Regions from separate parts of the Ovis aries genome. Here region 2 is linked to region 1. A link is a contact called in public Hi-C data. All regions are on one chromosome and are shown on one strand. Each heading gives the region's core, a stretch centred on a gene start, on an enhancer-like site or on the middle of the called end of the contact. The rest is flanking DNA. Distances are from core to core; before and after follow the strand shown. Region 1 has its middle 66 kb from the start of TRNAS-GCU. Region 2 holds the start of MTAP (methylthioadenosine phosphorylase).

Region 1 (5,563 bases), core at 2,449-4,948:
TCACATTTATAGGTAAATTGTATGTGGCTACTAAATTGCAGTAATAGTTATGACAAACCTAGACGATGTATTAAAAAGCAGAGACATCACTTTGCTGACAAAGGTTCGTATAGTCAAAGCTGTGGTTTTTCTAGTAGTCAGGTATGGATGTGAGAGTTGAACCATAAAGAAGGCTGAGTGCCAAAAAATTAAGGCTTTCGAATTGTGGTGTTGGAGAAGATTCTGCACAGTCCTTTGGAGACCTAGGAGATCAAACCAGTTAATCCTAGGGGAAATCAACCCTGAATATTCATTGGAAGGACTGATATTGAACCTGATGTGAAGAGCTGACTCATTGGGAAAGACCCTGATGCTAGGAAAAATTGAGGGCAAGAGGAGAAGGGGACGACAGAGGATGAGATGGTTGGATGGCATCACTGACTCAATGGACATGAATTTGAGCAAGCTCAGGGAGACAGTGATGAACAGAAAAGCCCGGCATGCTGCAGTTCATAGGGTCACAAAGAGTCGGACATGACTGAGAGACTGAACATCAACAACGAAATGGCAACCCACTCCTGTATCCTTACCTGGAAAACCCCATAGACAGAGGAGCCTGGTAGGCTATAGCCCATGGGGTCTCAATGAGTGAGACATGACTGAGGGACTGAGCGTGCACTGAGCACGTGTAACTGGCAAAGTTCAGCATGTTGTTTCTGAAAGATAGTAGTATATGCCTTTTCCACAGTCAGTGTAAAATTTGATGTTATCAGGGTGAAACTGTGGCTGTTCGGACAGCCCTGCTATTTATGGATTCCTTACCAGCTCAGAATCTGAAGTGTGACTATGAAGGGGTTCTATGCTCTTCATATTTGGGTTACCTTGAAGCACAATGCATAGTGGTCTGGGGCTATGGGCATGGAGGATTTATGCTCCTATACATCTAATATAGATAATAAAATAATTTTAAAACTATATATATATAAATTTAAAATATTAATACTTTGTTTCTGTTCTCCCGTTTCTAAGATTTTGTCTTTTTTCCCCCTGAGAGCTAATCTCTAGGAGATTTGAAATACTAAAGCCCAACATAGTGATCATAAAGTGGGAAAGCTGATAGAAGCCAGAAAAGGAAGTCCATTCTGTTTTATCCCTTGAGGTACTTTGGAAACTTTATGTAAGTAAAAGTAATAGGATAAAGTAAGAAAGTTTGGAAAATACTTGAATGAGTAAAAATTTAAGGTATTTTAAAAATTGGTACAGCAATACTTTTGCATGAAAAACAATATAACCTCTGTGATAGCAAGAGTTAAGTCTAAATTAATGTTTCCCAAAGTACAGTCTGCAGAACAATAATTATGCAGGGTACAAAATAAAGTTACATGAAAAAATTTAGGTGAGTAGCTTGGGGAAAATGAGTTAAATGGGATTTTTCAAAGTCTTCAATACTTTACTACAGAGTGTGATCATCCAAAAATGAAGTTCTAATCTGCCACGTTTTCCAAACATATTTGAGCATGTGATTTTTTTTTAATGAAGCATTTTGCAGGAGTGAAGTTGATCTGTATCCATCTGTGGTATCTCCAGGACCACAATAAAGACTTCTCTGCGGTGTTGGAGTGGATTCCTGAAAATGGGAGAGAAGAACCAGAGGCTAAAGGCTGGAATGCACAGTGCAAATATTCCTGCAGATAATGAGCATCAGAATAGCCCACAACACAGCCTTGACACACGTGTATATCAGTAACTCAGGGCTGCTGTTCCACCATCCCTGAAGATTCACTGGTTCCACTCAGTTACAAAAAAAGTTATCTACACTTTATTTTTGGAACTTGACTTAATTTTTCATTAAAAGGCCTACTTTTATTTAAATACACAACACCCTCCTCCCCACAAACAGGCTACATAACGCCTTCCCAACGCCTTCCCAACCGTAGTCATGTTTCCAATCAGTATCCAACAATTGAGCTCTTTTTGTTACTGTAGCTGATGTCATGAAATTTTCAGCCAACTTTCCTATGATGAGCTGGCTCTCAACCATATTAACTAGAAGCTGCATAAGAGGATCAAAATGAGGTGCCTCTTTCTGACTTTGGCTTTCTCTTCCAGCATTAAAATGATAACCATCATTTATTGAGCTTTGTACTATTAAGTACCTCTGTACTGCCTCTTCTCTTTAAAGCAAGCTGTGGAAGTAGCCATTATTATCTTCATTTTACAAGTGAAGAAGCTGAATCTTGGAGGGTTTAAGCAACTTGCCAGATAACCAGTTGTCTCCCAATAAGCTGGTACTTCAATAGAAGTTGAAAAAAGCATATTGATGACTCAAAAGGTCAATAACAAGAAACAAATTAGTTTGTAAACATCTAAGAAGTCAAAAGTGGCAGCTACTTCTCTTTCTTTCTCTTTAATTTAGTAAAAACCTAAATCCTCTGTTCTTTTAAATGACCAGTTACAGCAAACTACCAAACTGATCAAATCCAGTGTGTGTGTGTGTGTGTGTGTGTGTGTGTGTGTGTGTGTGTATTAGGATGGATAAATGACCAAATATCTGAATGATTTTTGTAATCAAAACCTTGTACTTATAAGCTGGAAAGCCAACCATGGGAGAAAAGTCCAAATGTAAAATTAATGCAATAATGGTGTTTATGTTTTTATTACCCCATAATTATATCATTCCTGTGATTGTTTTTCTTTTCATGCTGGCCTATAAAATGTTGCTGCCTCAACCTGTTTTAAACATCTACATCTGTAGGATTAGGACCAGTGATGTTTTGCCAGTTTCCATGAAAGAGAAGCCAGATGTACTGAACCCACTTTCTTTGATAGTTACAGTCCTTCATTAATATGACACCTGGCACTCTCAACTTATTCTTTTTAGTGGAATTGTCATGGTCTTTACATAACAATATGTTCTCTGTCATGAGAAATATGTCATAAAATTGATTATTCTACTGGTCTTTATACTTTGCTTTCATAACTTACATTAGTTATCCTCTTACTGTAAATAGTGATTTATTGTAAAGTTAAGATTGCTAATTTTTGAAAGTGAAAGTGTTAGTCACTCAATTGTGTTCAATTCTTTGCAACCCCATGGACTATAGCCCACCAGGTTCTTCTGTCCATGGGATTCTCCAGGCAAGAATAATGGAGTGGGTAGTCATTCCCTTCTCTAGGGACTCTTCCTGACCCAGAGATTGAACCCAGGTCTCCTGTATTGCAGGCAGATTCTTTACTGTCTGAGCCACCAGGGAAGCCCTTGCTTATTTTTAGGTTTACTTATTCAGGTAAAATTTTCCATATGATCTTTTTCATTGCTATCAAATCATTTATTCCAAAGACACTTTTTATCTGTCCTTATTTATTTTGCACTATTTCAAATGCTGCTGAAATTCATATTAAAGTATAGAGATATAATTAACTCTAGGTTTACCAATTCGTGAGTGATTATTTTTTTTTCATCCTCACAAAAGGATTATCAAGTTCCTGTAAATGCCAAGTTTTCAATATGACCGCATTTCTAGAAGTCCACTTGCTAGCAAGTTTTTAGGACTCAATCTCTTACATTAAGTGAAATATGTATGCCTGCATAAGTAAAAAGTGTCCTACCTAATATATTGGTAACTTTAAAAATGCATTCCAATATACATCAGGTAAAACTCTGTTTGATTCCACTTATATGAGATACCTAGAATAGTAAAATTCATAGAGTCAGAAAGTACACTGGCAGATGCCAGAAGCTGAGGGGTGGGAAGGTGAGGGAGAGAGGATGGGGAGTTAATGTTTAATGGGGACAGAGTTTTAGTTTAAAAAAATTTGGGAGATGGATGATGGTGAGATTTGTACAACAGTGTGAATGTCCTTAGTGCCACTGAACTGTCCAGCTAAGATAAAAAATAGTATATTTTATGTGACTTTTATCACAATTTTTAAAAGTATCCTACCTAAAAAGTTTAGGTTTGTATCTAGAAACAAAAAATTCCTACTAAAAACTGTACTAGTTTGAACCATCCATATCTGTTATCAATTAAAAAACACTTTTAGAATAAATAAGTATTTAACAGTATATCTGTATTTCTTTCTGGCATGACCCCAATACTACTGATTATTTTAAATTTAAATTATCTATTGAAATACTTTTAGCCTTTGCCTCAGAATTATTTTCACTATTTTAAAAATACAAAATACTAAAATTGTTAGTAGATAGAGCCTGTTAAAGTTGGCCTCTGGGTTTGTCTATTCTGCTTGGAAATGTTCCAGACCACTCTGACTTTGACCTTGTAATCCAGTATTTGCCAGTCAAAGCAGCACTGTGTAAACCATCCTGTGGCTCTTCCTTGACCTACATCTCAGCAGCTTGACTACTCTCCCGTCAGCCCTCCCCTCCCCGCAGCAGTGAAGGGCAATGAGTACAGTTCCGTGACTTCTCCTTTGATTTTATAATCAAATGATGCTGGGGGAACAGGGGCCCTGGACCAAATGTAGAGAGGAGCATAATCTAGATCTATGCTGCTCATTTCCGGTCTACCTCAGTGTATAGTCCACGGACAACTTATAGCTGAATACACATCGGATGATTGTTCAAAACGTAGATCCCTGGGTCCCACTCCAGATGTACTGGACTCAGGGAAACCCTCTGGAGTCTGCAAATTTAACAGGCTCCCCAGCTGTTTCGCATGCACACTGAAGTTCAAGCACCACCATTCTAGATGGTCAGACTCACTTTACTGCATGTGCTGCAAAACACACACACACACACACACACACACACACACACACATATAGGAGACATCTATGAAGATGGCAAAATGAGGAGAACTTTCAGTCTCTTCTAAAGAAATTTCCCTGAAATAGTTATGAAACTGTTAAAAACCAAAAATGTCCTAGGCAAGAACAATAAATGCCAAATTTAAGTACCTACTAAGATATGACATTTCATAAGTATTTAAACCTCAAAAAACATTTTTAGCTCTAAAATGGAATTATGATTTCCACATCATAAAGTGTGGGTTAATTGCTCAGTCGTGTCTGACTCTGCCACCCTGTGGACTGTACAGTTTGCCAGGCTCCTCTGCCAATGGAATTCTCCAGGCAAGAATACTGGAGTGGGTAGCCATTCCCTTCTCCAGCGAATCTTCCTGACCCAGTGACTGAACCCAGGTCTCCCGCATTGCAGGCAGATTCTTTACCATCTAAGTTACCAGGGAAGACCATTTCATAAAGGGATTGTGAGGATTAAACAGTAAGGCAAATAGAGAAGTTATCATAGCACTGGGTATATAGGCAACACTTAACAATTGCCCACACTTGTTCACTCTCCCCACTAAGATTTTGTCAACTTCTGCCCATCCCAAGCTAGGTGTACAAGCTGAACATTTGCTGACACTACACTACTGAGGTCTGAGCCACCTCCTTAAGAGTCAATAGGGTTTGATATTATTCTGAGATCCTAAACCCCAAATTTTTAGTGCATTAGTTTCAGAGAACTTACACTTCTGAACTGATTGCTGGTGTTTACACAAATCTACCCTGCCTTCCACCTATTTTTTATATCCACCCAGAACCCTCCCAGGAACTATGATTC
Region 2 (6,042 bases), core at 376-2,875, 150 kb after region 1:
CTAAGGATAATTTTTACAATCTTAAGTGACTGGGTAAATATCTAAAGAATATTTTGTCACAGGTGAAAACTATATGAAATTCAAATTTAAGTGTCCATAAGGTTGCACTGGAATACAGCCAGGCTCATTCAGTTAGATATTGTCTGTGTTTTTTAACTTCACACACTCCTTAATTTTTGCTTCTTTGTAGGCAAGGTTTGCAGACCTCTTACCTAAGGGCTGTGACTGTGTTTTATTGTTTCTTATTGATAAGGGTTCAAACTCTGGTGGTAGTTATCTTACATCAAAGCACCTAAGTTTGTCAAGATTCCCTAACTGTGAAGCACCATGTAACCCAAGGTCTCTGTGTCCCTGCAGTGGTTCCCCTCTGAGCAGACAAGCTCCTAGGAAACCACATTCAGGAGCAACTTGCAGCCCCCTGCCCTTTCAAAGGAGCACTCCAGTCTTCCACTTTGCCATTTCATTTTATAATTTAAAAGAAACAGAAGAAAACTTTACATTGCAAGAAAAGTTACATCTTGAGCAAATAATGAGTGAAAATTTTTACTGTTTTAAGTAAACAGGATATGGGAAGCACCCAGTGATGTCTGAATGAAGTTATACTTGTGTGGGGTTTCAGTTTTACTGCTGTAGGGAAAAAAGGAAGTTCACCCCTCCACAGCCATTCTCCCACCCCCAGAGTAAAATCTTCGCAACATTTCTGCCTATCAGAATATCACTGTCACCCAGCATTTTGTTGAAGAGAATTCAACTCATCCAAAGAGTTTAAATTGGATTATCCCAATGAAGGGCTGGTGCAACGTGAAAGGGCGGGTGGAGGTGGGGGGTACCCAACTAGTGGTTGAGTGATGACAGAAATCCGGATTCTGAATCTAGTTGAATTGGACTTTGATCGGGTTGGTTTGGGTTGAAGTCGGCCTTGGCATTGTGGACCCAGGCTGGAAGTTAGGGTATGGTTTATCCCGTGGAAAACCTGCCCCATAGCCAGAGTTTGTAGGTCAGAAAGTTTATCATTATCCAGCAGCACGTTACCCTGTTTCTTTCTGTCATCCCAGAGTCTTGGGCCAGCCAACCCCACTCTGTTCTGTCTCCAACGACTTAACAGAAAGGAGCAAACCCCCGGTTGAGTACCGGGGATGAGACGAGTCAACGGCACCCCGCCCCACATTCGCAGCTGGAGGCAGCCTCAGCGAAGAGCCTGTCCCCTCGTCGCCACGATTCTCCCTCCCCCGCCCCCGAGAACTTCTGGAACAAGATGGGCCCGACTCTACAGATGAGGCCGAGCTTGCCGCGGATACGAGACGGCGCCAGAAGCGCTGCTCTTCCTTGTCGTGTTCTTGCGAAAGTTAACAGAGCCGATGAGAGTGCAAAGCACAAAGTCTGGAACAGCATAAGCTGTCAATCAACGGTCCCTATTATTATCACTATCATGAACCCGTTAGCTACAACTGGGGGGGAGGCGAGGCAGGGAAATCAACCGAGAACCGAAAAGGTCTGCAGAAGAGGCGGGAGGCGGGCGTCTGGAATTGAGAGGGGAGGCGGGGGAGAGCCCACGCCAGCAGCCAATCCAGCTGTCCCCGGGAGGAAGAGGCGGAGCCACCGCCGACCCCAGGACCTCCCTGCTCAGTCCCGCGCCGCGCGCCTGCACCCGCGCAGCTGCTCTGTTCCCCGCCTCCATCCCGAGCGTGGCCGCCGCTCCTTCCTCGCCAGACATGTCCTCAGGTGCCACTCCGGCTGCCGTGAAGGTGAGATTAGACGTCCTGGCTGCTGCGATCCTGCCTGACCTGTACGCTGTCTCTCTCTTCCGGGCGGACAGCGCCTCTGGGCCGTGCGCCTAGCGGGGGCGCCCCCGCCGCGGCGGGGAGGGTCTGCGGCTTAGCCCGGGGCGGCGAGCGAGGGACAGGAAACCACTGCAGAGTTTGCCATTGCCTTGCCTTAGGTCTCAGCTGCTCACGCAGGGCGAAGGCACGCCCTTCGGAGAGGGGCCGCGAATCGGTACTGCAAGTACCTTTCCGAGCAGATGGGTCAGGCTGGGGCTGGGTGTGCCGCGGGGTGGGCACCTACAACCCCTGAAGGTCTCCTCGAGCCCTGAGCCCTGCCCGACTTAAACGCTTCCGCTCCGACTTGGCCCTCCGCCCGCGGCCCACGTGGGAAAACTGCATGCTTGCTCTTTTGCAAGCTTCCGGCTTTTTGTTTGTGTTCTAAACGTAGGCCTTCTCTGCTTTGGGAACTCTTGAGAGTTTTTACAACACCGAAATGGAGTATAGGAGTACTGGGCCGCTCCCTGTTTGGAGGCCTCTGGCTTTAACCTGCTTTGCTGTTGTTTAGTCGCTAAGTCGTGTGGGACTCTTTGGGACCGCATGGACCACCATAGCCCACCAGGCTCCTCTATCCTTGGGATTTCCCAGGCAAGAATACTGGAGTGGGTTGCCATTTCCTTCTCCATAGGATCTTCCCGACCCAGGGATTGAACCCCGACTCCCCCTTGGCAGCGAATTCTTACACCATTGAGCCACCAGGGCAGCCCAAACTGCTTTGTGGGCAACCTTGGAAGGTGGAGATCAGTTTCCTTGCCCTCGGTCTTCAGGGGTCTCCGTATAAGGGATCATTGTACTGTGGAAGCTTTGACCAGTAGTTCCAAGGTTTGCAACGAGTTTCCCAGGGGCTTTTAAACAGTTTTTCCTGTTGGTCCTGGCTTGGGGGGGGGGGGGGGGGGCGGGGAATGTAGAATTACAGTCCACAGAAGTAAATTAATGATCAAAGTTAACATCGCTTTCAGGCCTAACCAGCTAAGAGGTCAGTTAACTTGTCTGGCTTTAGACATTCTTGGCTGATGAGATAGGAAGGTCCATGATTCCACGTTTTGTGGAATCAGTTTTCAGTTCCCCTGGAGAAAGCAAATCTGTGGTCAGTGTGTACTCAGCCAGAGTGATTACCTTAGTAGGCCCTTGCAGCTATCAGAGACACTAGATGAAAAGGGGGGGGGGGGGGGGGCAGAGTTGCAGTCACACTTAAGATACTAAATTCCTTTTTCCATTTCGAAAAGAATCTTGCACTAAACAAGTATTTGTAGACTACCTCTTCCTTATCAGTCATAGAGAACAAAGCAGAATTTTTACGAAGCTCTTTTTCATTTCAGTAAAATGGGAACCTTACTGTAGGGTTTGCTGGGACATTAGAATTGTATTGTCTTTTAGCATGTGGCTGAAACTTATTCAGTGGTAGCGCTTCCAAGTGGGGGAGCTGAGATTAATTTTGATTATCTTTTTTCCAAAAATTAAATTAGGTTGCAGCTTTCAGTGGGCAAGCAAGAAACTATTGCCTTTCTCTTACAGGAATGCACTTAGAGTGACGTTAAAGATAAAGAGGGGTGATATTTAAAACAGTCTCACTTTAACCTCGTTTGGCATTCTCCCTACCACACAGTTTCCCTGTAAATTAGTGCATTTAAGTGCAGAATGGGCACTGTGATTAGAACTCTGATGTAAATATTGAATGATGTATATGTGTTCTTGGCCAGCTGCTGAATATAAAATTAATAGGTCCAAATAGTGCTGGGCCTGCCTGCTGATTTCTCTTTGGAGTCAGAACAGGTGAAAACATTGCTGTTGCAATTCCTTTATTCCTACACCATTTCTGCCAGACTGTTGAGGCAACATCCTATATAAAGAACACGAGATGGTAATGTCCTGAGCAAAATAAGCTAATGAAAATCATATCGTAGCCCCAGATCATAAACTGTAGAGCTAGAGTGTTCCTTAAGACCATATAACCACACATACCTCTTTTCAGAGGCCCAGAAAGGTCACCTAAAGAGTCCAGAATTACACAGCTGGACCTAGACAGTGATTGAACTGGTGTAGACATTCCACCAGTTAGGTGCTGTGAGCCATTTCTGAACTCTGACACATGTGGTCCCTGTGCCCTGTTTTACTGTGTTGAGAAAGGTCATGCAGCTTTAAGGAAGACGGAGTATAAAGTGTGTCCATAAGCAAGCAGCCTTCCAAGTGCCTTCCGGACACTCTCCCACAGAATTAATAGCAGCCAGTGTCTGAGAGGACCTCAGATATACCGTATCCTACGGCACCAGGCAAGGGCAGGTGGCATGCTTAACCACGTAGAAGGTTTGAACCAGTCTCTGCCATTCTGAGGGGCTCCTTTAATGGGCCATGGCTCCCTTAGGCAGCTGCCCAGCTTCTACTCTGAAAGATTAAAAATCAATCTTGTTTACATGATTGCTATGACAAGGAGGGGATGTGGTCCCATCATAGTTGGGTAGTGCGCTGTAAACAAAATGGTAGTAAGGGGGATGATGGGCCAGTTATGGAGTGTAGACTGTGGAGGACAGGCCTTTGAAGCTCTCCCTTTTGCTGGCTGAGTGTGGACCTTACACTGAAAAGTCCTTGAGTGACCTTAAAATCTGGTAGACAACCCGCAGACCCCAACTGGAAACCACATGACAAGGAGCCTTTGTTTTCTGCCTAGAGACCCAAGGACAGGATGGTTCCTCCCTTAGTAGAACTGTCCTGAGCATTGTTGGACATAAAAGAAACACATCCTGGGTCCCTTCTCCCCACAACATGCTTGTAGCACTCCCCCAGTCATGGTGACGGCCAGAAACGTCCCCGTGGGCTCCCAGGCACCTCCCAGGAGAGCCTCCATGCTTGGTTGGGCACCCCTGAAGCAGAGACCGCCTGGTGAGGAGATGACACAGCCAGGGTTGTGCTCTGAGTAGCAGAGAAAGACAGAAATAAGGGGCTTGTTGTTGTTGCATTAAGGAAGGCTTTTTTTATTTTACTTTTGCTGGAGGTGAGGTGTATAGAAACAGTGACAGATATAAATGCATTATTTCATTTGATTCTCATAGTTGTACAGATTAAGGAAAGGCTGAGCTTACCTGGTGGCTAAGAATCTGCCTGCAATGCAGAAGACCCAGGTTTGATCTCTGGGTTAGAAAGATCCCCTGGAGAAGGGAATGGCAACCCACTCCAGTATCTTTGCCTGGAAAATTCTATGGACAGAGGAGCATGGCGGGCTATAGTCCATGGTGTCATACAGAGTTGGACATGACTGAGTGACTAACACTTTGACCCATTAGAATAATACCTTGACTTTGCAAGGAGAGGTGAGTTAAATTAAAACCATGATGTTCTGAACCTGCAGTTATTTTAGATTAGCGCCCCCACCCCGAGACCTCAGTTAATATTACTTGTTCAAAGACTCATTCTCCAAAAATAGTCAAATTCTGCTCAATGTCACTAATCATCAAAGAAATATAAATCAAAACCACAATGAGGTCACCTCATACCTGTCAAAATGGCTATCATCAAAAAGTCGCCAGGACTTCCCTGGTGGGCCAGTGGTTAAGAACCTGCCTGCCAGTGCAGGGGACATGGGTTCGATCCCTGGTTTGGGAAGATTCCACAAATGCAGCAACTAAGCGCCTGCACCAGAACTGCTCAGCCTGCACTCTAGAGCTCGAGAGCCACAACTACTGAGCCCTCATACCTAGAGCCCATGCGCCCCAACAAGAGAAGCTACTGCAGTGAAAGCCCAGGGACCACAGTGAAAATTAATAGCCCCTGCTCACCACAACTAGAGAAAAGCCCCCATGCAACAATGGAGACTCACAGCCAAAAATAAATAAATAAAGGGCCTATAAGTATGTTGATGGGAGCAACCTAAGTGCTCATCAACAGATGATTGGATAAAGAAGTGGGGTGTGTGTGTGTGTGTGCAGAATAGAATCAGTTCAGTTCAGTCCAGTCGCTCAGTTGTGTCTGTCTTTTTGAGATCCCATGAATCGGAGCACGCCAGGCCTCCCTGTCCATCACCAACTCCTGGAGTTCACCCAAACTCACGTCCATCGAGTTGGTGATGCCATCCAGCCATCTCATCCTCTGTTGTCCCCTTCTCCTCCGGCCCCCAATCCCTCCCAGCATCAGAGTCTTTTCCAATGAGTCAAGTCTTCGCATGAGGTGGCCAAAGTACTGGAGTTTCAGCTTTAGTATCATTCCTTCCAAAGAAATCCCAGGGCTGATC

Evidence for each region. A called contact is a pair of places that touch in the nucleus more often than the background predicts.
Region 2: a Hi-C map of liver shows a contact between it and region 1, with 2.6 times the contacts expected there. The contact joins the promoter of MTAP here to the enhancer-like site in region 1. A contact is called at or near these places in 2 of 16 Hi-C or Micro-C datasets (liver and mixed tissues).

Annotation. Positions count from the first base shown.
Region 1 is chr2:90,480,328-90,485,890 of ARS-UI_Ramb_v3.0, forward strand. No RefSeq gene overlaps it. Among named protein-coding and RNA genes, the nearest start is that of TRNAS-GCU, 66 kb to the right of the region's middle. Within about 2 kb of position 3,699, at least 2 of the 54 cell types and tissues checked have an H3K27ac peak or open chromatin away from gene starts, as enhancers often do. A contact at or near this core is called in liver, where this site is marked.
Region 2 is chr2:90,629,089-90,635,130 of ARS-UI_Ramb_v3.0, forward strand. MTAP (methylthioadenosine phosphorylase) reads left to right here and starts at 1,626. Exons shown (of 7, transcript XM_060411004.1): 1 at 1,626-1,745. The coding sequence starts at 1,713.